Linked DNA regions of Oryctolagus cuniculus: region 1 is linked to region 2. Evidence: chromatin contacts called from public Hi-C data. All regions are on one chromosome and are shown on one strand. The core of a region is the stretch at or near the end of the contact, and the rest is flanking DNA. Distances in the headings are between cores, read along the strand shown. Region 1 has its middle 50 kb from the start of ATP2A2. Region 2 overlaps IFT81 (intraflagellar transport 81).

Region 1 (3,136 bases), core at 9-2,508, 110 kb before region 2:
GAATCTAACAGTTTCACAGGGGCCAGTGTTTATGGCACAGCAGGTTAAGCCAACACTTGAGATGCTAGCATCCCACATAAGTGCTGGTATGGGTCCTGGCTGCTCTGCTTCTGATCCAGCTTCCTGCTAACGTGCCTAGAAAAGCAGAAGATGGTCCAAGTACCTGGCCCCTGCATCCAGGTAGGGGACCAGGATGCGGCTGCACAGGTTCCTGGCTTTAGTCTGGCTCAGACCTGGTTGTTATGGCCATTTGGGGAGTGTACCAGCAGACAGAAGATCTCTCTTTCTCACTCTCTCTCTCTGCCTTTCAATACATAAATAAAATTTTAAAAAATGTTTCACAGATTTAAATTATAACCCGTAAAGCTTCCGTTTACTCTGTATCTAAAGTTATTAGTTCCTTCTTTCATGCACTTACTCATTCATTTTCAATATAATTCCTTCATCTCAGTGGTGGAACTCACTTTCAATCATTTAGGAAAGTCTATTCTTCAGGTACAGTAAGAAAACATCTTTTTTTGAAAATATGCTATAAGTTCATATTAAACACTGCACAAAAAGTTCATGCTGTGTCAGTTCATAAATGAACATGAACCGTGTGCACACATTTACCTGGCACATGCATGGTCACATACAGCATGATGCAGCAGTTAATTAGAAGCGCAGGTTTTGGTTCCTGGCTCCGCCACAATCCTTGGCTGTGTAGGAATATATAAGTCTGTCTGGGCCTGCTTCTTCTTCCGGCACTGACCTCCTTAGGGTTATTGTGAGAGGCACCTTAGTTCATTCACATAAAGCACCTAGGACAGTGCCTAGAAACGGGGAGCTGCTTGAATCATCATCATCGCACAGCTGCAGGGAGGAAGGTCTGTTCAACCTTGTTTTGCATCACTTTTTTTTTAAGCCTTTCCTCCGAGTTCTCTTCGCTTTCAGAACCCATGGAACGCGCTCCTCGTGAGCAGTCACTTGTGTTGAGGCCACTCTGCTGAGGCTGGAAGGTGAGTTGCTGCAAGCGTTACACAACTGATTTTTGCAAAGGAGAGAGATGAAAGAGATCCTTCAAAGATTCCAATTGCAAGAGCAGGGTGTCCTGTGCAATGCTGAGTAGCCTTGCCAGGAGCCTGCTGTCACACTCTGAAACGAGTAGAAATTCATGCTTCCACTGAAAAAACTCCCATTTCTTCCTGTGCTCTGAAGAGTGAATTTCCATAGCAGTAAGACAAACTTGGTGACTCAAGCCTCTCAGCTATTCTAGAGAGGAAATTGTGAAATTATCTGTTTGCCAAGAAAGTACTTCCAGTTACCAAAAGAGGGAGCCTGGGAGCAGAACACATGATTGTCCAACCCTCTCAAAAAAATACTTATTTGGATTCTGTCTCACTTTTTAAATAATTAAAAAAAACTTGTTTGTTTATTTATTTCAAAAGTGGGGAGAGAGAGAGAGAGAGAGAGAGAATCTTCCATCCACTGGTTCACCAAATGCTCGTACAGCCAGGGCTGGGCCAGGCTGAAGTCAAGAACCTCGAAGTCCATCTGGGTCTCCCATGTGGGTGCCAGGGACCCAGGTACTTGAGCCATCTTCTGCTGCCTCCCAGGGTGCACATTAGCAGGAAACTAGAATTAGGAGTGGAGGCAGGACTTGAACCCAGGCACTCCGAAATGAGATGTGGGCTTCTCAAGTGAATCTTAACCACTGGGCCAAATGCTAAATCTGCTTTTTGCTTTTTAAATTTCTTTTGCAAGGATGAGGTGGGGCTAACCCACAATTACACTCAACTTTCTCTTTCAAAGACTGTGTTAAGATAGGATCCTGGAAAGATAAAAAAAAACAGATAACTTTTTTTTTTAAGATTTATTTTATTTATTTGAAACAGTTATAGAGAGAGGTAGAGGCACAGAGAGAGTCTTCCATCCGCTGGCTCACTCCCCAGATGACTGCAATGGCCGGAGCTGCGCCCATCCAAAGCCAGGAGCCAGGAGCTTCTTCCAGGTCTCCCACGTGGGTGCAGGGGCCCAAGGACTTGGGCCATCTTCTACTGCTTTCCCAGGCCATAGCAGAAAGCTGGATCGGAAATGGGATTCCAGCGCTTCAGGCCAGGGTGTTAACCCGCTGTGCCACACAGCTGGCCCTAAACAGGTAACTTTAATGATCTTTTTCTATCCTCCCCAGACAAAACACTTGGCCTCATGCCTGGCTGCCACACAGCAAACAGATCTAATTAAACTGCTCTTACTAAAAGGAAAGGGAGGCGGAGCTAAGCCCGGAGGAGTAGAGAAATAATTACGTATTTAATAGAGTTCAACTTTACTTCTCCCCGTCATGAATTGTCTCCAAAAGAAGAACTTGTTTTGCATATGATCTACATCCCCCCTCATGGACGGCCATGTAAAAGGAGAGTTAATCATCAGTGCCATCCTACCCACTCCCTAAGGCTAAACACTGCTTCATGCCAAGCAAGAGGAGTGATATAAACCTAGACCCCTTTGTAGAAACAAGCCTTTTATTCACACTCATTAGTCACTAACATCGGGTGAGTGCCTACGACATACACTCCAGCTTCTACAACATAAAGTCATTTTTCAATGCAAACTTTGCTTTTGCCTTTATAAAGGCAGCTTTGGCAAGTTACCCATTGATGCATATTTTCAAATTCAACATAGAATTCTAAAATTTATATATTTTTTGTTTTAGCAACATATTCAGCTTCTTATTATATTTAACTTACCAAAAACTGCTTTGTATCATATTATCTTAAAAACTTATCTTAAAAACTTAAAACATTTTTGGAAAATGTACAGGCCTTAAAATTTTCTAAAAACTCTGTAAATGTTATACATACTAATAATTAGGCAGCATAATATATTTACATTTATTTGACAGTTTAATGACATGGGTTCTTTTAGCATTGTTGACTGTGGAATTAAAGCAAGATAATTTTTAAAAATATTAATCTAGGGGCTAGTGTCATGGCTCAGCAGGTTCAAGTGCTACCTGTAGTGCTGACATCCTATATGGGCTCTGACTCATGTCCCAGCTGCTCCACTTCCAATTTAGCTCCCTGTTGATGCATTTGGCAAAGCAGAGGAGACGGCCCAAGTGCCTGGGCCCCTGCACCCACGTGGGAGACCCAGAGGA
Region 2 (2,840 bases), core at 303-2,802:
AGGACTCCAACTAACTTTCATCTCCACATCTCCACAAAGACCACAATTAGCACCACTTTGGCTAAATCTGGCACATAGGGACTGGCACTGTGGCATAGCAGGTAAAGCCACCGGCGTCCCATATGGGCGCTGGTTTGAGTCCCAGCTACTCCTCTTCCAACCCAGCTCCCTGCTGATACGCCTGAGAAAGCAGCAGAAGATGGCCCAAGTACTTAGGCCCCTGTACCCATATGGGAGACCTGGAGGAAGCTCTTGGCTCCTGACTTGGAATCGGCTCAGCTCTGGCCATTGCAGCCATTTGGGAAGTGAACCAGTGGATGGAAGATCTCTTTCTCTCTTTCTCTCTCTCTCTCTCTCTCTCTCCCCCCCTATCTTCTTCTGTAACTCTTTCAAATAAATAAATAAATCTTTAAAAATAAATAAATAAATCTGAAAGACAAGTTTTACTTGGCTTATGGGTTGTTTTTGTTTTAAAAGGCCAACATTTAAAAATTGATATTTCATATAAAAATTCGAATTTCAGGCTGCCTTGAAAAACTAGAAAACCTGGCCACCCATGTCGCATAGACAGGCAGAGCTGAGAAGAGACTGCCTGCTTGCAATGGGGCACGCACTGTGCAAGTTGGCACAGTCCCTACCACTCCCTATAGCCTCCGATCCGAAAGCCAGCATCAGTGGATGGTTCCCACATCTGTGCTGCCATTTTTCTCAGAGTAATACTCCTTTGTCCCACACACGTACCAAAGAGGAAAGGGTAGACCAGACAGGACCATGATCTTCCTCACACCTGCCTCCACGTCACTCACCCCAAACGCTGCAGCATCTGAATCTGCCTTTTAGTTTGCCAACAGTCAGCTTTCTGGTATCATAACAAACTACTTGAGACAGGCCACTTACGAGGAAAAGGAGGTGTATTTAGCTGATAGTTTAGGAAGTTCAAGGACCTGGCACCCGTATCAGCTCAGCCCAGGTGAGGGCTTCATGGTGAATGGTGGGTGGTGGAGCACAGGAAAGAACCAGTGAACTGCCACATCTGAAACCAGGAGGAGCAGGAGCGGTGGGTGGGACCAGGCCTACTCCTTCTACAATGATGCTCTGGTAGGAACTCCAGGGGGCACACCAGCAGAGAGCGGGCCCCCAAGGACCGAAGGATATCCCTCAAGGCCCCACCTCCCGAAGCTGCCACTGCCTCCCAGTAGTGCCATCTTGGGGCCCACGCCTTTAATCAAGTATCTCTGAGGCACCCAAACCAATACCCGAAACTTCCCTTTAAGGTCTCTACAATCCTTTACCCCTTGGTCTTTCATTCACAAAGCTACGAAGGGTCATCCACTTCTTCCAGACACCCAAGGCTGCACATGACTTCTTCCATGCTAGAGAGTTGCGTCTGGAAGGATAGAGTGATTTACCCAAGGTCACAGCCAGCTGGTGGCAAAACAAAGCCCTTCTGACTTGGCGTGTGATGGTTTTTTCCATTACTCAAGGTGACAACGGGTGCTAGAACTTCCAGTTGCAAATGGCAGAGAGTTAATTGGAACTGAGTTAAGCCAAAAAGGCAACTGACCGGGTCATATAACTGGAAAGCCCATGGGAGACACGCACTCCAAGTGCAGCCTGACCGAGGAGCTCCGAGCTTGTCCGCAGATCCCTGTCGCTCCTTCTCCAGCTCTCAGTTCTCCTCCTCTGTTGGCTTGATTACAAGCAGCTTCTCCAGTCAGGACAGCAAAACAGCTGCCGGCAGCTCTCAGTGTCATGCTTTTCTCTTCAAAGCCAATGAAAAGAGAGCTTCCCCTTCCAGCCAGCCAGCCAAATGGAACGGAGTCTCCTTGCTCTTGAATGGCCTGATAGCCATGGGCCCATAGGAGAACCAATTTACTGGCCGGAGGGGTTGACTAGACACAGGCCCCGTGACCACCTGAAGCCAGGGGGTTGGTTAACTGCTCCCAAAAAGGAGCTGAGGGCTAACAGGGGGAGGGGTGAAACCTGCAAAAGAAATGAGTGCTGGGTAAACACTCAGAAAAAAAGACGTTTGCTACACCAAGTCTTCCTTCTTCTCTTTGGAAGGTCTGTCTTTCTCCATTTGAACCCGTTCCAGGCCTAGGTTAAGTCTCCCAGATTTCGCCTCTCTGGGCCACAGTGAAACTCTTCCTGTAGAATGCGGGCCCCATGAGGATGATAACTGTGCAGCGCCACTCAGTGCCACAGCGGTGGCCTGAATGAGAGGATGAGGAGATAATTTGTGTGGTTTGCAGGAATTAGAAAACAGTGCCAAGATTGGAAGGAAATAAGCAAAAACGGTCAGTAGTAGTTATCTCTGAATGGTGGGATATGGGCGATTCTGGCTTTGGATCTTTATTACTTCCCGTATCATCATCTTTTTTTAAGTTTTATTTATTTTAAAAACAGCCGGCGCCATGGCTCATTTGGCTAATCCTCCACCTGTGGCACTGGCACCCCAGCTTCTAGTCCCGGTTGGGGCGTCGGATTCTGTCCCAGTTGCTCCTCGTCCAGTCCAGCTCTCTGCTGTGGCCTGGGAAGGCAGTGGAGGATGGCCCAAGTGCTTGGGCCCTGCACCCGCATGGGAGACCAGGAGGAAGTGCCTGGCTCCTGGCTTCGGATCAGCACAGCGCCAGCCGTAGTGGCCACTTGGGGGGGTGAACCAATGGAAAAGGAAGACCTTTCTCTCTCTCTTTCTCTAACTCTGCCTGTCAAACACACACACACACACACACACAGTTACAGAGAGAGGCAGAGACAGAAAGGTTTTCCATTCACTTGTTCACTCCCCAGATGGCCGCAACGGCCAGAGCTGCACCAATCCGAAGTCAGGACCCGACAGC

What was found. Hi-C and Micro-C count contacts between places; a contact is called where the count stands out from the background.
Region 1: a Hi-C map of an unstated tissue shows a contact between it and region 2, with 4 times the contacts expected there. The contact joins two enhancer-like sites. A contact is called at or near these places in 3 of 6 Hi-C or Micro-C datasets (ear pinna, psoas muscle and an unstated tissue).

Annotation. Positions count from the first base shown.
Region 1 is chr21:7,921,378-7,924,513 of mOryCun1.1, reverse strand. No RefSeq gene overlaps it. Among named protein-coding and RNA genes, the nearest start is that of ATP2A2, 50 kb to the left of the region's middle. Within about 2 kb of position 1,258, at least 1 of the 8 cell types and tissues checked has an H3K27ac peak or open chromatin away from gene starts, as enhancers often do.
Region 2 is chr21:7,811,948-7,814,787 of mOryCun1.1, reverse strand. All of the region lies in intron 3 of IFT81 (intraflagellar transport 81), which reads right to left. Among named protein-coding and RNA genes, the nearest start is that of P2RX7, 23 kb to the right of the region's middle. Within about 2 kb of position 1,552, at least 1 of the 8 cell types and tissues checked has an H3K27ac peak or open chromatin away from gene starts, as enhancers often do.